6 separate regions of the Mus musculus genome follow, and all the other regions are linked to region 6. The links are chromatin contacts, called in public HiChIP or PLAC-seq and promoter capture Hi-C maps. All regions are on one chromosome and are shown on one strand. The core of a region is the stretch at or near the end of the contact, and the rest is flanking DNA. Distances in the headings are between cores, read along the strand shown. Region 1 overlaps Tcf20 (transcription factor 20). Region 2 has its middle 18 kb from the start of Cyp2d34. Region 3 has its middle 70 kb from the start of Cyp2d40. Region 4 holds the start of Cyp2d40 (cytochrome P450, family 2, subfamily d, polypeptide 40). Region 5 overlaps Tcf20 (transcription factor 20). Region 6 holds the start of Ndufa6 (NADH:ubiquinone oxidoreductase subunit A6).

The links. Promoter capture Hi-C pulls out the DNA fragments that hold promoters and counts their contacts. HiChIP or PLAC-seq counts read pairs in DNA pulled down with a chosen protein or histone mark.
Region 1: a promoter capture Hi-C map of trophoblast stem cells shows a contact between it and region 6, with 5 times the contacts expected there. The contact joins the enhancer-like site here to the promoter of Ndufa6 in region 6. A contact is called at or near these places in 12 of 39 promoter capture datasets (the 3T3-L1 cell line, the C10 cell line, the HPC-7 cell line and 8 more), 2 of 15 datasets of contacts at CTCF or cohesin (the NIH/3T3 cell line and large pre-B cells), 7 of 484 Hi-C or Micro-C datasets (cerebellar granule neurons, cerebellum, cerebral cortex and 4 more), 21 of 115 datasets of contacts at active chromatin or transcription factors (astrocytes, bone marrow-derived macrophages, craniofacial prominence and 10 more) and 2 of 9 other capture datasets (embryonic stem cells and liver).
Region 2: a contact with region 6 is called in a promoter capture Hi-C map of liver, with 3 times the contacts expected there. The contact joins the enhancer-like site here to the promoter of Ndufa6 in region 6. A contact is called at or near these places in 2 of 39 promoter capture datasets (both in liver), 4 of 484 Hi-C or Micro-C datasets (all in liver) and 5 of 115 datasets of contacts at active chromatin or transcription factors (differentiating embryonic stem cells, embryonic stem cells, hepatocytes and 1 more).
Region 3: a contact with region 6 is called in a promoter capture Hi-C map of liver. The contact joins the enhancer-like site here to the promoter of Ndufa6 in region 6. A contact is called at or near these places in 3 of 39 promoter capture datasets (cranial neural crest, embryonic stem cells and liver), 1 of 484 Hi-C or Micro-C datasets (liver), 4 of 115 datasets of contacts at active chromatin or transcription factors (embryonic forebrain and embryonic stem cells) and 1 of 9 other capture datasets (embryonic stem cells).
Region 4: a contact with region 6 is called in a promoter capture Hi-C map of liver, with 2.2 times the contacts expected there. The contact joins the promoter of Cyp2d40 here to the promoter of Ndufa6 in region 6. A contact is called at or near these places in 5 of 39 promoter capture datasets (the 3T3-L1 cell line, cranial neural crest, embryonic stem cells and 1 more) and 8 of 115 datasets of contacts at active chromatin or transcription factors (embryonic forebrain, embryonic hindbrain, embryonic stem cells and 5 more).
Region 5: a contact with region 6 is called in an H3K4me3 HiChIP or PLAC-seq map of stem cell-derived neural progenitor cells, with 4 times the contacts expected there. The contact joins the enhancer-like site here to the promoter of Ndufa6 in region 6. A contact is called at or near these places in 4 of 39 promoter capture datasets (the HPC-7 cell line, embryonic stem cells and trophoblast stem cells) and 6 of 115 datasets of contacts at active chromatin or transcription factors (embryonic stem cells, extraembryonic endoderm stem cells and stem cell-derived neural progenitor cells).

Annotation. Positions count from the first base shown.
Region 1 is chr15:82,813,237-82,816,482 of GRCm38.p6, forward strand. It overlaps Tcf20 (transcription factor 20), which reads right to left. Exons shown (of 5, transcript NM_013836.3): 4 at 2,375-2,424. Among named protein-coding and RNA genes, the nearest start is that of Cyp2d26, 21 kb to the left of the region's middle. Within about 2 kb of position 1,750, at least 18 of the 459 cell types and tissues checked have an H3K27ac peak or open chromatin away from gene starts, as enhancers often do. A contact at or near this core is called in epiblast stem cells and trophoblast stem cells, where this site is marked.
Region 2 is chr15:82,636,959-82,640,140 of GRCm38.p6, forward strand. It overlaps the pseudogene Cyp2d13. Among named protein-coding and RNA genes, the nearest start is that of Cyp2d34, 18 kb to the left of the region's middle. Within about 2 kb of position 1,828, at least 6 of the 459 cell types and tissues checked have an H3K27ac peak or open chromatin away from gene starts, as enhancers often do. A contact at or near this core is called in hepatocytes and liver, where this site is marked.
Region 3 is chr15:82,692,160-82,695,495 of GRCm38.p6, forward strand. No RefSeq gene overlaps it. Among named protein-coding and RNA genes, the nearest start is that of Cyp2d40, 70 kb to the right of the region's middle. Within about 2 kb of position 1,837, at least 9 of the 459 cell types and tissues checked have an H3K27ac peak or open chromatin away from gene starts, as enhancers often do. A contact at or near this core is called in liver, where this site is marked.
Region 4 is chr15:82,762,817-82,766,063 of GRCm38.p6, forward strand. It overlaps Cyp2d40 (cytochrome P450, family 2, subfamily d, polypeptide 40), which reads right to left and starts at 1,306. Exons shown (of 6, transcript NM_023623.2): 1 at 1,106-1,306. The coding sequence starts at 1,294.
Region 5 is chr15:82,855,295-82,858,592 of GRCm38.p6, forward strand. Tcf20 (transcription factor 20) reads right to left here. Exons shown (of 5, transcript NM_013836.3): 2 at 1-1,990. The coding sequence starts at 1,954. Among named protein-coding and RNA genes, the nearest start is that of Tbrg3, 42 kb to the right of the region's middle. Within about 2 kb of position 1,542, at least 50 of the 459 cell types and tissues checked have an H3K27ac peak or open chromatin away from gene starts, as enhancers often do. A contact at or near this core is called in stem cell-derived neural progenitor cells, where this site is marked.
Region 6 is chr15:82,352,940-82,356,488 of GRCm38.p6, forward strand. Ndufa6 (NADH:ubiquinone oxidoreductase subunit A6) reads right to left here and starts at 1,352. Exons shown (of 3, transcript NM_025987.3): 1 at 1,142-1,352. The coding sequence starts at 1,289.

The sequences.
Region 1 (3,246 bases), core at 500-2,999, 460 kb after region 6:
TGGCACAGCAAGGTGCAAGCAGCCTTCTCTGAAGTCAGTAAATGAACTACCAATTAAACAAACATTTTCATGGAGGAGGAAAGCCAAATACTCTGAGATGGATTCAACTGTTTTTCAAATTTATGATTTTTTTCCAGAAAATGACAATAAAAAACCTCCTAGATTTTAGTCTAACCAGGGAAGAGGGCAAACCCAACAGAGAATGAGCCTGTTGTGGCTGTAGGAACAGAGGACCCTATTTAGAGAATTATCCCTCAGAGACAGCTAGTACCTCTGCCCACTGGAGCAACAAGGCCTCTGGCCATGTAAGTTCCATTCTCTTCAGCCTACTTTTTCTCATCCTTCAGTGACATGCAGGGCAGAGAGGACAAAGCAAGCTTCCAGACCCCGTCTCCACTAAGCTGCATTCTTATGGCTGTGAGCACACCCATCACAGTTTAATACCTTGACACCATTAAGAATATAGTGAAACTGGATGATGAAAGTCCAGTAAATCTCATTTGCCTTGTTTTTTTTGTTGCCTTTTTTTTTTTGGGGGGGGGGTGCTGAGACAGGGTTTCTCTGTGTAGCCCTGGCTGTCCTGGAACTCACTCTGTAGACCAGGCTGGCCTCGAACTCAGAAATCCGCCTGCCTCTGTCTCCCAAGTGCTGGGATTAAAGGTGCGCGCCACCACTGCCTGGCTTGCTTTTAAAAAAAAAAAAAAAAAAAAAAAAAAAGAATTCTTCACAATACTGGAGTGAGATTACAAATAATAAAATTTGGAAAATATTCTGTTTGTTTTTTCTTTTCAAAAACAAACGAACAAACATAGTATATAAGCCTTACCAAAATTTAAGGATTTTTGTTTGTTTGTTTGTTTTGTTTTTAAAGTGACCACTGGTTAGGTTCCACTAAGGCAAGAGTCAAAAGACCAGGCTCCTGGCAGAAGATTCCCACCCACAGGGTTGTCTTAGAAGCTCTGCCTTTAGGACCATCACTCATAGGCTCATTTGTCAGCTCTTCACTAAGGGCTAACTTTAGAAAAGTTGTCCTGACTCCAATTGGCAGTGGATAGTTAGTTCTGAAGCCTTCTTGCAGACATTCAGGAAGCTAAATAACAAAATAAAAAGCTGTTCTGTTATTGCTTTATTAATCCACATGACTAAAAGCTGGTGGTGCAGCCTAGAGCCATTAGGAGGCCAGAGGCCAGATACACACGGAGCTGGGTGAGGAGGTGGTGGGAGCTCAGCAGGCCCCAACTCACCTGTGCTTGCTGTCCATTCCCACGTGCACACTTCCCCCCTCACCCCCGCTCGGACTGCTCTGTGCTGAGGCTGCCTTTTGCGGTCTTGTTCTGCAAGGGGGGGAGAGGGCATGGAAGGGGAGGCTGATGCCGGCCAAAGCCAAGAGACAAGACAAAAGGGACAGAACAGGAAATACAGTGTGTGGGAACCAGGAAGGGTAGACGAAAGGACAGGAATGGCACATGGAAAAGGAAATAAAAAGCAGAGTCAGTACTGAATGACAAACAGGAGGCACCCAGACTGGGCTTGCTGAGGTAAAACATGATTATAAGTAAAAATAAAGAGAATACTGTCTGATCCTAAGACCCATCTCTGAGAATTATTCTTAAAAGCAAGCATAATCTGTCAGGAACATTCTGAGGACAGTCCTCTAAAGATGACTCCTTTAGTATTTTCCAGCCCTTCTGGAGACTGAGCGCCAATGACCACCAGGTGTCAGTGTGACCTCAGCTACACAGATCCAAGTACAGGAAAACAGGGGCAGCAGGGCAGCAGAAGTTTCCACCTTTGCCCTCCTCCTTCATCCCATCCCATGCTTTCTGTTGTACCGCAGGAATGGGTACAAGTCTCATCTTTTCACCTTTCCTAAAGGAAGTGAGCATTCACCACACTGGGAAATGGGCCGGCAGCAGCCATCACCTATACACCGCTGGGTTGCTTCTGCTGCACTACTTGAGAGAGAATGAGGGCTTCTCCCAGGCTCTGGAGTTGGCCTACTTACTAGTGTGATAGATGTTTCTAGACCAGGCCTTGCACCAACTCATTAACCAGATCCACAAACTAGATAGAGTTCTACTAAAACTCATGTACAAAGCAGTAAGTTTTATTGGGTCTGATATTTAATTACTCCTGAATCACAGACATTCCCCTCAAAAAACTAAACCTCTTCCCAACCTACCACAAAGGCTGTTGGGCCCCTTCCCCAGGGAGTCATTCAGTTCAGTGACACGCCACCTTCCAAAGGCCAGGAGAAGGCTACAGCTACAGCATAGGGAACGGGCACGGGTGAAGCCTCCCAGTGTCTGGGGTTTACCCCTATTTCCCAGCTACATAGCCAGCTCCACTGAGAGTGCAGGGGTCAGTGACTCACCTTGTGCTTGGGGCACCTCACCGAGAAATTCTCCTCATGCAGCAAACAATCTACAAAACAAGACAGTCAGATTAGAATGTATGCTTAACTGAGTATGGCTATACTGGTTGGACAGATACACATAAATGTAAGGGGCCTCAATACTGATTTATTTCCTTCCTAGTTTCAAATGTATATATGCAATACTCTTTTATATAAAATAAACCAACAGTACTTGTGGAGAAGCCAGATGCCATTGGACATATATGTATTTCCCCTAGCTTTATTATGTTTAGTGGATTATCCAGGGAACTGCCATGGGGCGCCCACATGATAACTGGAGACCCTATACTCCCTTCCAGGAGCTTTGGCTGTACCTGGATTTCAAGTTATTGAACATTTAAGACCATTTAGATCTGCATCTTAGACACGCAATTGTTTTCCTCATATTCTTTGCTTCTTGGACCACACTGTAGTTCCTAATAGGAAAACATTGACATCCAAAATAATCTATGGTACATTAACATGGCATCAGTCACAAAACAAAACAAACCCTAGTATTTTAAAGTGGTTGATGCTATGGGTAAATAACCATGATACTGTGATACAAAAATCACCCCCAACAACCAGGACATATAAATGTATAAATAAACTTTAATTTTTAAAAAAGGTTTATTATTTATTTATGAGTACACTGTAGCTGTCTTCAGACATACCAGAAGAGGGCATTGGATCCCATTACAGATGGTTGTGAGCTACCATGTGGTTGCTGGGAATTGAACTCAGGACCTGTGGAAGAGCAGTCAGTGCTCTTAACCACTGAGCCGTCTCTCCAGCCCTAAATTTCATTAAAATGTTTTATATTCATTAAAAGAAAAGCCTTAAAAGAATTC
Region 2 (3,182 bases), core at 578-3,077, 280 kb after region 6:
TCCATGCGGGCCAGGGGCTCCCCCAGGCATGCTCGACGACCTGTGGGTCAGAAAGGGCTCAGTCAATCTGGGACTTGATTGGTGCTTTGTGGGACTGTGAAAGGCAGCCTGTTTTCTGGTCAGGTGAGACTTACTCTGGAGACTCAGTAGAAACTCTACAGAGCAGTGAGCCATTCTCCCAAACAGACATAGGTGCCTGACACCACGGAGCCCCCAGCTCCATAATCCTGTGACTACCAGTCACATCCCCAAACTCCTTGTATTCTGGCTAGACTCCATCCCCACAGTATCTGGCTATAGCCAGGTATGCTTCTTACCACAACTGCCCTGCAACTGCAAGATAGCCCAGCCCACTATAAAAGGGGCTGCTTGGCCCCTCCTTGTTCTCTTAAGCTCCCACAGTCTCTTAATCTTATCTCTAGCTCTCCTTCAGCCCCTCCCTTCCGGTTTTTCTCCACTTGGCTATGGCTGGCCTATTTCTTTCTACCTTCTCTCTTTCTCCCTGTTTTTCTACAATAAAGCTCTAAAACCATAGACAATCTCTGCTCATTGAGACTCACTGTGTTGGGGAAACAGAGTAGGCGTTCCTCTAAAGAGCCACATCTAACCTCCCACTGGAAGGCCTTCCTGCACTCCAGCCATGGCCGCCAGCCAACCCAAGGCACCCACCGAGCTAGCAGCCTGAACTAGTCAGGTTCTCTCATCCCTGCAGTAAACTGCCAGGGCTCTCCCCTTACCCTCCCTCCGGCCCCCGGCCAGAGTCCATCTGAGGGCCTGTTCTCAGCTCTTACACGACATACAGTGACATCTGGGATGTGTGAGACTGAGAACCTGTCGTCTCTGGCCTCCATGAGGCCCAGAGACCCTGGACTGCTTCCTCTCTGCCCCCCCTTGAACTGAGGTTCATAGCTTCCCACAGCCAGACGCTCACCCGGGCGGCATAGAGAGTGCAAGGCAGTCCCCCATGTCCAGTTCGGGTTCTCTCCCACCCCCTTTATTTCCCCAGGCCTGATGCCCCACAGTGCTCCACCCTCCAAGGCACCCCGGGGAGAGACAGGGAGCCAGGCACCCCAGAGGCACCTGCTGAGAATGGCATGAAGGCCTCAGGCTTCACAAAATGGCCCTGGGCATCCAGGAAGTGTTCAGGATGGAAGCGGAGGGGCTTCTCCCAGACAGTCTCATCCTTTAGCGCGGAGGACAGGTTGGGGATGAGGGTCGTCCCCTGGCAGAAGGCACATGGTGTGAGGTTGGACTGGGGTGGGGTTGTCTAGTCTCTGATCACCAAGCTCACATGCATGGTCTCTACCTCACAGACTGGATCCTTTCATATAACCTTAGCCCTAGAGACTTCTTAGCTGTCATTAATACTATGACATGAATATGTGATAAGTGACAGATATACACATTGTCACCTGTATTTGTAGGTAGTGGCTGTTACCACTTGACTTTCCAGTATACAGTTCCTGCTACTGTTTCTCTTCCCATAGTTACCTGGGGAAGCTGGTTCTGTGGCATGGAGAACTGGGTAGCCTAAATTCCAGTCCTATCTTAAGTGGACAGCTCAGACATTAGAGAGCTAGCAACCCTGACTAGACATTGGAGGGTCCCAGGCCTACCTTAGGGATAAGGAAGCCCTGTACTTCCAATATCATGAGAAGTCTTGTGTGGCAAGTTCATTGGGACAATGTCTGCAAAGCGCTGCACCTCATGAATGACAGCATTGGTGTAGGGCATGTGGGCCTGGTCTGCCATCTCTGGACACCGCACCTGCCCTATGACCTCGTCGATTTCCTCTTGCACTCGGCCTGGAAAGGCAACAACCACTTAGAAAAAGGAACACCAGAGGGGTGTCCTTTGTCCCTCTACTACTGCTCTGTTAAGGGCTGAGCCCATGGGAGAAAGGTGACCATCACCCTTGCTGGAGTCTGGGTTAAACCAGTGTTGGGAGCCACAAGAGTCCCAAGTAAGCTTAAGAACTGTGCCTCTACCCTCCTCCTCCTTTCTTCCCAGCCCCATCAGTCTCACGCTGCACATCTGGATGCAAGATCATGAGCAGCAGGGCCCAGGTCAGAGTGATTGAACTGGTCACAATCCCAGCACCAAACAGGTCAAAGACAACCAGACGTAGATTTGCTTCATTGAAGCTACTCTTAGGGTTCCCCTTTGCCTAGGACACAGAAAAGCAGTAGACTCAGTGGAGAGACTGGAAGGCCCCATAACACTCTCCTGATGACTTTAGGTGGTGACATTTCAGTGTCACTGGGTTATTCACAGCGCAATGGACACCAGATTGCAGAGTCTCTCACCTTCTCCATTTCAGCCAGAAAGGCATCAGTCAGGTCACGAGGTGGCTGGTCAGGGTCCCAGGTCCTCTTGTGCTCAGTCACCAGCTTATTTACCAGGGTGAGAAATGTCTTTTGCCCAGGGAAGACTTTGTCAGCCAACCCTGGGATGTGCAGGAGAATTGGAAATGTGTTCAGAACCTGTAACAACCATAGAATATGGTAAGTTTTCCTGCTGCCTTTAATTTAACGAGTTGAGTAAATAATTAGTTAAAATAACAATAATAAGTAAGAAATAACTTCAGTAATAATAGTCATTATTTCAATGTGTTTCCATGTGCAAATGATGTGAGCAGTGCTATTGACACAACAAAGATGTTGAGGTCCAGGAAAACCATAGAGAGTCAGTTGCGTGGCATCCAGGATTGAAACTCAAGCACCCTGCTTGCCTGGCAAGCTCCTTACCCACTAACCATCTCTCTGGCTCCTGGGTACATAGGCTTAGTGTTGATCTCGGCCAGTCTTAGTTACCAGCCTCTTCCATGATGGACACGGGCCCTATGTGTTCCCACCCATCACCTGACTCCTTCTTAGTCCATGCCTTCAGCCTCTAGCAGCACCTTGGTGGAAATCCCATAGGCTTTGGTGGCTTCCCTGTGAGCAGAGGCCCAGCTTCTCACATTCTAGAGGGCCTAATCTTGGGCCTCTTCTCCCCTCACATTGCTGCATGCTTGTCAAGCTTCAGGCTCCTATTCCTGTGGATGACACTTCTAGAGGTCTCCTTTCCAAATCTCCTGTCTACAGCCTCCTCTTGGAAGATGGAAAGCAGGGAAGTTGATCTGAAGGCTGCCCTTGAGTCTCCTACCTCTGGAAACAAGCCAGTATTCTCTCCCATGTTTT
Region 3 (3,336 bases), core at 587-3,086, 340 kb after region 6:
TGTGTGTGTGTGTGTGTGTGTGTGTGTGTGTGTGTGTATGTTTGTGTGCATGCACATGGATGTGTGTGCGTAAACCTTCTTCCTCATATATCCAAGAAAAATGTTCATTCTTAAGCTCCATCCCCAGCCTGAGGATGCCTACCACTGTGGTGTCTTATCTTTTAAGTTCAGCAAAGGAATCACAGTAGATGTGACCACCCAGTTGTTACATTGCCAGAGCCACAAAATTGTCCTGGGGACCCTTAGCATTTCATCACACATGAAGAAAATCTGTTTCCTCCAGATGGGCAATGCATCCAGAGAACACATAGTGGTAAGAGATTCAGCAGTCACATCTCCTCTCTCCACTCAGTGTTCAGTGCATTCGACCTCCCAGCAGATCAAGACCTCGGCTTTGACAAGATCATAAGGGACTTGTCACCTCTATGCTTGCTGCCCTCCCCAACTAGACTGAACTTTGTTGTCACATCCTGCTTTACCTCCTGGACCTCCAAAACTTTTGCTCTAGAAGGTCCCAGTGGCTACCACCAAAAAATTGATAAGTCTGTCTCTTCTTGGTGGCCCAGATCCCTGTATGACTTGTTTCTTAACCTCCACTATGTGCTGCTAAGGACACTATGACATCAGTTACCATCCTTCCCTACTTTACTCACCTTGTACAAGTTATATGGCATGTTATCCAGGTCCACCTGCAGCAGGTTACCCAGCACAGGCCATGGCACAGGGTCTGGTGGGCAGCAAGAAGTCCAGCGCTGGCACCGGTGCAACATGTCCACCAGTAATATGAAGATGACTGTGACTATGACCACGGGCCACAGGCCAGTCCCAGTCAGCAGCTCCATGGCTGCCCCACTTCTGTCCAAGCTTCCCAAAGACCAGTGACCAACACTCAATACAACACATAGGATCAAGAAGCCTCGAGCTTGCATCCTGAAACTGTATAAAGGAGTGCCAGAGTTGCCCTTTGTCCTCTGCCTCCAGCCCAATCCTGTGTTTTGTTTGTCCAAGTGTAGGGAGGGGCCAGAGAGGATCAGTCTCTCCCTCGAGCTGAGCAAGTTGATTCTGCTCAGCTGAGCATGGTAGGTAAATGTCCAGTGGACCGCTGCTTCAAGGTGGATGATCTGATCATTGTGTGCAGAAAAATCATCTGGTATGGTACACATTGAAAGCTTTGGTGGCTTGATGACACAACTAACAGAGAGATGAGACCTTCTAGTACTTTGTAGAGTAGGGTTTTTGTTTGTTTGGTTTTTGGCAGGACATGGGGGTTGACTGGCATTCAGTCAATGGCTTCTCTGGGTGTGTGAGCTGTCAGAGCTGTCTCCCGCATTAGCGGAAATGAGGCTGGAACCCCTATGGGTAAGGGAAAGGGCATGGGGGAGAGCAGCTGGATTCCCTGTGGGTGAGTGAGGGCCACTAGGGCAAGAGAACTAGAGTATTTACAATCTTCAGTACAGGTCTATAGTCACTCAGTTGATCAGACAGGAAGATATAAAATGCCACATTTCTCAGATCCAGTCTGAGGAAGCTGAGAAATGGTCTGGGAATCTTGGTGGGACTCTAAGTTGGTTCAGGTACTTGTCATATGCTGGCATCTGTCTTATTCACCCTCTGTTTCTTGGTATGTCAATTTCTCCTGGCAACAGTCTTCCACATTAACATAGATAAGGCAGATTTCTCTTCAGGCCAAAGGTCTGTGGTCAGGATGGGTTATATTGAGGAAAACAGAAAGATGACTCCTGAGTCTTCCAACAAATGGTACTTGTGTGCTGGGCACTGCTGTGCCACAGCACATGCCAGCTCACCATTCACTAGGGTCAGCATAGGCTCAGTCCCTGCCCTTGCTGGATCCACGCCTCTGAAGATCAAAGGCTCAGAAGTCCCAGTGGAATCTAGGTAGGATATCTCTGATGCACCTTCTGTGTGGCAGAAGGGAGGCAGGGGATGAATAGAGACCACACCATGCAACCCTACAGAAAGGACTATACACCACTCTCCTCCTCTCAGCTGTCCATACCTCCCCTGCACTGACCATGTCTGTATCACTGGAGCCTGTGTGTGACTCCATTTTTATTGCTGGCTTGAATCCTCTAAGCCTGCTCCCTCTTTCTATCCATGATTCTTGGCCCTGCCCAATCAAGATTCATGTTTTGATAGAATGGTACTATATGTTGTGACAGAGACAAGGGACTTTCCTGAGCCCCAATTTGTCCTGAAAGGAGACCTGCATGTTAGGCAAGACACCAGCATGGATCATGATCAGAAAGGGGACTAGGGAAACAACTTCCTCAGGTTACTGACAGACTCCGGCTGTTGGGTTCCTCCAAGTTTGCTCCAGGACCCTAGTAGAATAACTTCTGGTGCCAGATGATTAAACCTGCATGTTGGTCTGGGACAACACATTGGACTTCTCATCTCTTCCTGTCTGTGTCATGCATGACATTATCTAAGATAAGCAGAGGTGCTGACTGGGTGCCATGTCCACAACAGGAAACTGGGACTGAGAACCTGGACATCAGTGGGCAGTAGGTCTCCCATGTTTCCAATTCTCTGCAGTCATGTGTACAGATAATTGATTGCTGTCCTTTGGACTCTCTGGAAGTGGACAGATGGAACATGGGAACATCTCTCCTGAACTCTGTCTTGTGCACTGTTTATTTCCCTTTTTTGCCTTTCAGTGAAATAATAACCAACGTGAGTTTAAGAGCCATCTCTAGGTATTTTTCTTTTCATAAGCATTCTCAGAAGTGGGAATTTACTCAGGATGATTGTGACTCTTGAGGGCTGTCTTGGGAAACCTATATTTGGAGAATTGATGGCTGAGATTGGCTAGCATTGGTTACACTTTCATCCCTGAACGTTCATTGTACCTCTCATGGTATGAGGTCCCAGTGAGACTATGGTTCATTACCATGGTCAATTACTTAGGAAATTTCAAAGCACAGAATCAATGCCTCAAATGATTCACTTGGCATGAAATGCAGTGCAAAGTATTGAGAATCAACCTCATAGATAATTCCTGGAGGAGTATTTTGTGTATTTCTAAAATGCCCAGAAAGGGGACTGCTGAGCAGGATCATGACACTGACCAACCTCCATTCTAAAGAAGTAGATGGGGTTTGTAAAACTGTTCTGCAATCCAAATAGACTTCTGGTCACAAAGAACATAGCCCAAGCATCCAAGAACTAAAGCCAAACTGGGTTTTTGTAATAGTTAAAGACATCCATGTCACAGGTCACTACCTGGCTGATGAAATGGCTTGGTGGATAAACATTAGCCACCTATCCAAACAGTCTGAGTTTGAGCTTTTGGAGCCACACAGTAGAAGGTGTGTT
Region 4 (3,247 bases), core at 56-2,555, 410 kb after region 6:
CACAATGGATTTCAGGGATGTTTTGTTGGATTTTTTTAAACTCCATTAACACCTACATCGAACCCTGATCTTCCTTTGCTCACTGTCCCCATTGTGTGACTCTAATGTCATCTCTGCCACCACACTGCACTGTACCTTTATCTTTTTGTCCATAGCCTAGGTGTGGAAATATGGGCATTTCAGGGCGGTCAGCAGTGTATTCGCCACAGGTCACCAGTGCTTCCTGTACTGCCTTCAGTCCGTTGACAATGACCATGGCATTCCAGCCCATCTGCAGGCTGAACATGTCACCATAGTGGTTTTGAAGAAGTAAAGGGACAGAGCACATAGGAAGTGTAGGTTTGCACATATCATAGAACCAGGGTCACTGTACAAACATGGGCAAGGAGTTGAGTGTGCACATGTGGGTTCTACCGTGTATTTGTTTGTATAAACATGTGTGTGCCCACCTGTGTGTGTTTTTGTTTTGGTGTGTGTGTGCTGTTGTTGTTGTTGTTGTTTCTGTTGTTGAACCTTGCTCCTCATGTATCCTGGGGAAATGCTCTTCACAGAGCTCCCTCCCGGGCATGAGACTGCCTACCACTGCAGTGTCTTATCTTTTAAGTTCAGCAAAGGAATCACAGTAGATGTGACTTCCCAGTGTTGACTTTGCAAGAGGCAGAAATCTGTCCTGGAGTTCCTTAGCATTTCATTACACATGAAGAAACTCTGGTTCCTTGAGATGGGCAGTGAGGCTGCAGAACACAGCAGCAGCAAAAGATTCAGGCAGCCACATTGCTCTCTGCACTCAGTGTCCTGACTGACATGCTAACTATACCTTGCATAATGGTAAGACCTCATCTTTGACAGGACCATAACAGACCTGGAACCTGTATGGCTGATGATCTCTACAACTAAACTGAACCCTGCTCTCACATCCTGATTCATCTTCTGGACTTTGACCCCCATATCCGTTGCCCTAGAGAGATTCATTGGATGCAACCAGAAATCAGCAAACTTGGCCCGTTTAGAGGTTCCAGATCGCTGTTGGACCTGTGGCTTGGCCTTCACTGTGTACACTACAGACACTATTAGCACAATAAAGATACACCACTAAGTCACTGACCTTGTAAAAGCTGTATGGCATGTTATCCAGGTCCACCTGCAGCAGGTTACCCAGCACAGGCCATGGCACAGGGCCCGGTGGGTAGCGAGAAGTCCAGCGCTGGCGCCGGTGCAACAGGTCCACCAGTAATATGAAGATGACTGTGAATATGGCCACAGGCCACAGGTCAGTCCCAGTCAGCAGCTCCATGGCTGCCCCACTGCTTCCCAGGCTTCACCTAGGCCAATGAACAACACTCCATCAAACACCTTGGATCAGGAAGACCCAAGCTTGGATCCTACCACCTTATAAAGGAGTGTCCAGGTTGCCCTTTGTCCTCTGCCCCCAACCCCAATCCTGTGTTTTGTTTGGCTAAGTGTAGAGACAGGCCAGAGATGATCAGTCCATTCCACGAGCTGAGCATGCTGATTCTGCTAGGCTAAATATGGTAGGCAGATGTCTGATCATTGAGTGCTGAAAAATCTTCAGATACAATTCACATTCAAAGCTTTGGGAGCTTGAACATTGCCTCAGAGAAAAATGAGACCTCCTAGACCTTCACAGAACACTTTGTTGAGAGGACACAAGGGTTGAGTGGCATCCAGTCAGTGGCGTCTGTGGGTGTGTGAGCAGTGGGAGCTGTCTTCTACAGTTGAGGGAAAGAGGCTGGAGCCCCTCTTGGCATTGGAAGAGCATTGGGGGAGAGCAGCTCAGATTCCTGTGGGTGAGTGAGGGCCAGTGGTGGGAAGGTACTTAGATCCCCCTTGGTGAGTGAGTTGTGAAGTGCATCTGGAGCAGTGGCATCTTCAGTACAGGACACCAGTTGATTAGGGAGCAAGACATACAATATGGGATTTCTCAAACCCAGTCTGAGGAAGCTGAGCAATGGTCTGAGAATTTTGAGGGGTCACTAAATTGGGTCAGGTTCTTGTCATGCTGGCCTCAGTCTCTTAGTTAACCTATGTTTCTTGGTGGTTCAATCTCTCCTGGCAACAGTCTTCCACGTGAACATAGGTAAGAAACATTTGTCTTAGGGCCAGAGGACACGAGTCAGGCTGGGCTGCTATGAGGAATAAGGAAAGATGACTCCTAAGTCTTCCAACAAATGGCGCTTCTGTGCCGGGAATTGCTGGGCACACTACACATGCCAACTCACCATTTGCGAGTGTCAACAGAGGCTCAGTCCATGTCCTTGCTGGATCCAGATCTCTGAAGATCAAAGTCTCAGAAGACCCAGAGCAACCCTATTAGATAGGCTCTCTAATGCTCTCTCTGCTGTACCTGGCAGAAGGGAGGCATGGGCTGAGCAGAGTCCACACCATGCATCCCAACAGCAATGAGTACACACGGACCTCCTCCTCTCTGCTGCCTGTGCAACCCTAGCACTGACCACCTCTGAGTCACTGGAGCTTGTGGGTGACTATATGCTTATTGGAGGCCTGAATCCTGTAAGCCTTTTTCTTATCCATGATTTTTGGCCCTGCTCAACACATTTCCCTAGAACACATTTCCCTAGAACGGCATCATAGGTTTGAACCAATACAAAGGTCTTTCTTGAGCCCCTACCAGTCCTGAAAAAAGACCTGCATGGGAGTCAGGACAACAGCATGGTTCATGGTCAGAATGTGGATTAGGAAGACACTTGCTCAGGTCACTGACAGTCTCAGGATGCTAGGTTCCTCCTGGTTTGCTCGAGGAAACTCCCAAAGAAACTTTCGGTGCCTGATATTAAACCTGCCTCTCCAAGCTGGGACACCACATTGGGACTCTCATCTCTCCCTGTCTGTGTCATACATGCCATTATCTTAGTCAAGCAGTGGTGTTTACAGGATATTGCCTCCAGTGCAGAATGGGTTAGTTCAGGCTTGATTTTCCTACATTCGGTAAGTGAACCCTTATAAGGTACATGCACAGAAAGGTGAAGGATGTCAAACACTCTTTGCTGTAATGAGTTTCCTCTCTATATCCAGTTTTTGGGAGATGGCCTGGATGATTTGCTAACCGTATGCCTGTTGGCACTCTTCTTTTCCAATCATCCTCTGTCCATGTCCCCTCGGCCATGTAAACAAACGTGGTCCATCAGAACTATGTGATTTTATGTGTACTCAGGTATGGATATTCATGTCAGCAGCACAGGTGTGACATGTCCACAACAGGAAGATG
Region 5 (3,298 bases), core at 292-2,791, 500 kb after region 6:
GTCCACCAGATTTTTCTACCCGACCTGTCATGGCTTCTCGGGAGACAATCACCCCAACTGTCTTCTCATTGACTTTTGTGTTCCCCTCAGATGACAGTGATGTGTCCTTAGCACCTGGAGAGGCAGCTTCGTCCCTAGTTGCAGGACTGGTACTGAGCCTAGGGGCCTCATTCTGAGCACCTTGTGTTGGTGAGGAGCCAGCTTTCTCTGAAGCGCCACACTTATAGGTGGTGTCAGAGCTAGTGCTCTGGCCACTCAGTTGCCTCACCCTCTCACCTTGATCTTCTGAACTACTAGAGCAACCTCCATCCAATGACTCAGCCATAGGGGACTTTAGTTGTTCTTCAGGCTGTGAGGAGCCTTCTGAGTTTGTACAGCTATCTGCTTTCTTAGATGATGATGAGGGCCTCTTAGACGTCTTCTTCTGAGGTGTCAAAGCATCAGAAAGTAACATGTGCTGGACAGTATTAGGAAGATTGGCCACTTGACTACTCAAAGCACTCAAACTACTCAACCCAGGATCAGTCAGCCGCTTTTCCGGCACCCCTTCTAATCCAAATCCTTTGAATCCTGCAGCATGAGAGTTAGGACTGGGCATCATTGATGGAGTTGGACTGAGCTGGGGCATTAGCTGTAAAATTCGGTTTCTGGAACTCATGGGCACATTGCCTTGCCCACACTGGAGATTCTCACCACTCTGCATGAGAGGAGAAGGTGTAGAGCTACAGCTTGGAGACTGAACCACAGAAGCAGCTGGAGAAGGGTTAGAAATAGGGCTGAAATTCTGGTGGAACTGCATGGGAGACCTTACAGGAACCTCAGGCTGGTTGTACTGCCCAACCTGGCTTTGCAGAGGCATCTTGGTGGCAGCATTTGTGTACTGCATCACATGCTGGGGAGGATGTTGCTGCTGCTGCTGCTGTTGCTGCTGTTGCTGCGGCTGCTGTTGCTGAGGTTGTGGTTGCTGCTGTTGCTGCTGCTGCCCCTGCTGGTTTCCTGGTGGAATCTTTGCCTGTTCAAAATTTTTCATAGACTGAGGTTGATAGCTATAATTTGATTGTGTTCCATAAGCCTGTGCATTAGAACCCACATTATGCCCTTCATACTGAGATCCAGCATTCACACTGTAACTGCCATCATAGCTTTGTCCAGACTGACTGAAACGCTGTGGAGAAGGGAAGGAGGAGGAGGAAGAGGAGGAAGCAGAAGACTGGTAGTGCTGTCCAAACTGACCTACTCTTAACTGATAACCAGCAGAAGATGGCAGAGTTGAGGGCCGCTGCATTGGTTGTAGATGCGATGAGCCAGAGGCTGGCTGTCCAGTGGTTTGTGGCAGAGGCTGATGGGATTGGTAAAGCTGTTGTCTCAACTGCTGTACTTGCTGCTGCTGTTGCTGCTGCTGCTGCTGTTGCTGCTGCTGCTGCTGCTGCTGTTGTTGGCTAGAGGCCTGCTGTTGATACTGAGCACTCCCAGGAGAGAAAGGCCCTGTGTAATCCTGCTGATAATGAGACACACCACCAAGGGCAGAGTGCTGTGCTTGAAATTGGCTCACATGACCCTCACTCGCATACTGATTGCCAAAGCTGCTCCCCTGGGGAGGTCCATAGCTCTGTACAGGCCCAGAAGGCCTTCGCTGAGGAGGCTGTGGGGTTCCTGCTGCCACTGTGTCTTTGTTGCCTGCCATGTAGTAAAAATCTCCAGCTTCTTTCCTGAAACCCTGATAGCCTTGATGGCCAGAGGTCTCACTAGCCATTGCTGCCGCTGCAGCAGCTGTTCCTCGTCGACCGCTACTGCTGCTGCCAGTGCCACTACTACCACCACCTGCTCCCCCAAAATTCTGGAACATCTGGGCCTGGCGAGGGCTGAACTCTTCTATGCGGGATGAGCTGTGCACCTCCTGTGGGTAGCTCTGCTGGTTTCCGTGGTAACTGCTTTGCTCCCGAAACGACTGCATACTGTTCAGCAGCACAGCAGCAGGCCAGCAGCCCTCCTAGAAAGGGAAAAAAAGAAAAAGCATGAGACATGCATCTGCTTGACACAAAGATCAAGCCTAGATAAATAACTCAGTGACCAGATAAAGCTGATTGCTTAAATTCCATCTCCTTTTTCTATCAATTTCTAATAATGCAAGTAAGCAGATAAATGGTCTAAAGAATGAAGGAATCTGTAATACAACAAAGAAAATACTAGGAATACACAAACACATTCAATATAGTCTTTAAAAACTTCATTAGATAAATGAGTCTTACAAATTCAACTGGAGTAAATATTGGAATGTTATTACAAACAAAGACATTTTTTAAATAAATCTTTAGTTACTGTGGGGTGACAAAAGCTCTTTTAATTTAAGCTGAGGAGCCTCAGATAATGACGGAGCAGTTGTTTCAGGAGGTGTCCAAGACTACTCCAATCACTCCAAGACAAAGACCCATCCTGAGAACCAAAGCTAGTTCCTCAAAATCGCCTGCTTATGGTGACTAGTGACTCTGGGACACTCAACTTGGTATTACTATGGATTCCTTATACTGTAGTCACCTATAAGTCAGATCTGACTGCTTCTTGACATAAAATTGTCTTCAAAGTACCTCTCTTGACCACCTAATTCAGAGCCACCAAGAGCAAGAGACCACAAAAGAGTAGTTATAAGGTCCAGGACTTTGAGTCTACACATTCCAGTCCCAGTTGTGGACTGTTCTCTCCAGCCTGGTTTGGAAAGCTGGTGACCTCACTTTTATTGAAAACTAGTATTAACTTTTGTTGTCTTTCTGTCATCATCTAAGAGCATTATTCTCTCCAATGCATTCGGTTTTTGGTTTTGTTTTGTTTTTTTTTAAGATTGATTGATTGATTGATTGATTTAATATGAGTACACTGTAGCTGTCTTCAGACACTCCAGAAGAGGGCGTCAGATCCCATTACAGATGGTTGTGAGCCACTATGTTGTTGTTGGGAATTGAACTCAGGACCTCTGGGAGAGCAGTCAGTGCTCTTAACTGATGAGCTATCTCTCCAGCCCAGCACCCAGTTCTTTAAAGAACCCTCGATGCCTCAGGAAAAAACTTTCTGCTGGGATGTCTCCATGGAAGTAGAATCCTGCCATTCCCCACCTGATGTAGTCCCACCTTTCTGACATTGTCATTAGGTTATTTGTGTTGTCTGTTACACTACAGGAGAGTATGACTCCAGGTAGAGGATACAGTAACAGGTCATGAGTTTTGATTCTGGGAAAATGTTTAATGCATTAGTACAAAACCCACAACAATTAAGACAAGGAATAAGGCTGTGTTGCTCATTAATA
Region 6 (3,549 bases), core at 102-2,601:
ACAAACTGAGACAAGTTTAAGTTGAGACAGAACCCGTCACTCAGAATCTTAGTATTTGTGAAGCATCAGGCCCAGAGACTGAAGGGTGCAGTATTATAACTACTGTCAGGTAAACTCCAGCCTGAGGTGGGCATGGTTTTTTTGTTTTGTTTTTTCTCCAGTCTGTGTTCTAATAACTAAGAGGAATCTTCTCCCATCAGTGCCTCCCCCGAGTTTTATATCAGTTACTTAAGTAACCTATTTAATACAGTAACTCCCGGAAGAAGACAGTATTATGGCCATTTCACAGATGAGCAAATACCGGTGAAAAATCTTACCCAAGGTCACACAGCTAATAAAGGTCGAAACTGAGGACAGTGTGGCTGCCTCTCAAGCAGTGCTGAGGCGTGCTGTGGAGCTGTTGTTACTCATTGGAAAACGCCTTTCCCCTCAGATCAGCTCAAGTTAAATACATGTCTACTCAACAACAAAAGATGTCCCTGACATATGTAGGACATTTGAACTCTCGCTAACCCCCTTTTAAAATCCACTACAGTGGCAGCATTGAGGGAGACAACCAAGATTGCAGATTCACACTCGCCACTCAGGTGAACAGACTAGATTCTCCCACCTACGGGAAAAGGCGTGTTTTGCAGCAGAAGGGGGTTAGACTTCAAAATTCTGGGGCAAGCTGATCTAGTGAGCAAAGCTGGGGAGCTCTGAGGGGCCATTTCGTCTGGAGGCTTCAAAGGGCAGCAGGCAGCTACTGGGTGACCTTCGTCAAGTCGTTTCCCTCTCGTGATGCAGTTTGTTCTCCAGACTAAGTAACAGATAACTGCTAAAGCCCTTCGCCACTTTAGTTACAAAATCGAATGGGCATCTAGAACCTTCTCTGGAACTGTAAAGCTGGGTTCAAGAAGCACCCGGGGCTAGCTCAGGACCGCGGACGCCCCTCCCAGGGGCTCCATAAGAAATAAGGAACAAAGGCCACCAAAGCAACTGGGGCGCTCGGAAGCCCTGTCCCGGTGTGGGGCACTCTGGCTCGGGTGACCCCCTTCCCCCGAAGCCCAGGGCTCGTTTCTGTCCCACTACGTGACCTCAGCTCGGCCGAGAGACCTTGGGCAGGTGCCTCCGGCGCCCCGAATGCACCCCTGCCTCTCACCGGTGTTCGGCACCTCCCGATACCAAGCGCGGTAGAGCTCGCGCACCCTCCGCTTGGCCTCGTTCAGGTCGCGACTGAAAATGGGCTTCACCGAGGTACTGGCTGCCGCAGCAGCAGCTTGGCGCAGGCCGGTGGCCGCGGCCGCCATCTTGCCGAGGAAGCCCCGCCCCTTCAGCGTGCGCACGCGCGGTGCCACGGGACTCGCTGCCGTGCCTCCTGCAGTGCAGAGGGAAGGACTGACTGGACTAGGGCTCTCTGATTGGCTGGAAGCCTCGGGCTCTGCAATGCGCATGCTCTACCGCGGAAACACCGATCCGGGGTTGGCTCGTTCAACGGCGGCGCTGAGGAACCACCAGGAGGCGCAGCGTCGAGGCTTCAGGCAGCGGTGAGGCGCTCTGTCTGCTCTTACCAAAAGTTTGTTCCTTCAGCCAGGCGCCGTGGTTGGCAGGCTCGGAGGAGAAGACCTCGGGCATAGATAACGGTGCCAGGCGGCAATGGCAGTCTTTCCGCAGCAACAGTGCGTACTGCTGAGCATATTGTGTATGTGCTTCCGGAAAACCGTTTTCTTGTAGACATGGTGTCGATCGCAAAAGCGCCTCTGGCTTGAGCTTTTTGGCGTTTCTCAGCCCCGTTTGTTTACTTACTTCATGCCATTGTTTTGAGTTGTCGTCTCACTGCGCCTGGCCTGGAACTCACTTACGTAGACCAGCCAGGCTGGCCTCAGAGCTTGCAGTGATTTCTCTGCCTCTGCAGGTTTGTGCCCACAGCACTTGCGGTTGCCTTTTTGTAAATAAATGTGTGTGGGTGTTTTGGATGTTTGTATAGGTGTGCGCCACGTGTGCTTTTTGGAGTCCATGGAGGCCAAAAGAAGGCTATGGATTCCTCTGGGACCGACGGTTATGATTTGCTTTGTGGAGCTGGGAATTGAGCCCAGGTCCTTTGGCAGAGCAGTTAGAGTGCTTAAGCACTCACTGAGGCATCTCTCCAGCCCCGCAGTTACATTTGACCTTGCACTCCACATTTCCCCTGCTTCAGTCTCCTTAGTGCTACTTCACCTAGCCTAATCATTTCCATTTTAGACTAGGGATTTTACATCCCAAACCATGGAAGCTATATCTACCTCTGTATCTAATCTATATCTATACTCTATGGTATATATCTATATATATTCGCTGCTATATAAATAAAAGCTGAAGAATTGCTGCCTAACGACATTCTAATATAGTAAGTGCACCATGCTTTTATGGATATTTTTGTGGTGATTTGAACAAACAGTACTTCCAGTCAAAGTACAATGCACACAGATATGCTCAGCACACAGCATTTAAACTCTCATGGAGGAGAGCATGGCAGCAGGCAGGCATGAGTGGCCTTGAAGCAGCAGCTGAGGTCTTACAATAGAGAAAGACTGGGCCGGCCTCTAGTCACTTCTAGTGACACATCTTCAACAAGGGCCACATACTCCAACAAGGCCACACCTCCTAGTCCTTCCCAAAACAGTTCCACTAACTAGGGACCTAGCATTCAAACACATGAACTTATGGGGCCCAAACCACCACATTATTGATTTTTGTTTTTTTCTTTTATTCTCTCCCCTCCTTTTTGAAACCTGGCTAACCTGGGACTTTCTTTATAGACCCATGTTGGATGATTCACAACTACCATAACTAGCTCTAAGGGGCCCAGTAACCTTTTTTCTAGCCTCTATTAAGCACCTGCATAATGTGGTCCCTATACACATACACACATGAACACACACACACACACACACACACACACACGCACATACAGATAAATTATTTAAAAAATTTAGTTTTTCAGACTTGTTTTAAGGTCTAAAATGTAGTCTTTTCTGTCGTGACTAGTATTTCATGTGCATATAAACCAAGACATTCTCTAGTTTTGGCCATCTACAGGTACATAGTCGTGATTCAGCGACCTTTATGAGGTTTGGAGGAGGTAGGAATTGCTGTCATGCGCTATGCCCACTCACTTGATATCACTGAGTACCCTCAGAGGCAGGCTCTGTGTCCTTTCTGTGTCCCAGCATGCTGCTGTACCCCACATGGAAGCTCAACAAACACTGGCTGGGTGAGTGGATGGCACTTGGACGCTGCTAGGCTCCCTTCTTACTTATGATTCAGAGGATAGGCTGCTCGGTGTTAAGCCCTCCCATGTCACTGTGACTTCCATGTCTTCAGGACTTCACATGGCGCTCCCTCATCACCTCGTTACTGCCCCCTTATCCTTGAATGGCGTTGAACTGAACCAAAGGAGTACCAGTGAGGGTGTTACCCCTCGCCGGGCACACTTAGAACCACCTTGAGGCAATTGGCATGACACCCTTCTCAGATATGGAGGGGTTGTCTATCTGAAAGCTCTCTACATCACGATGCCACACCCTCCCT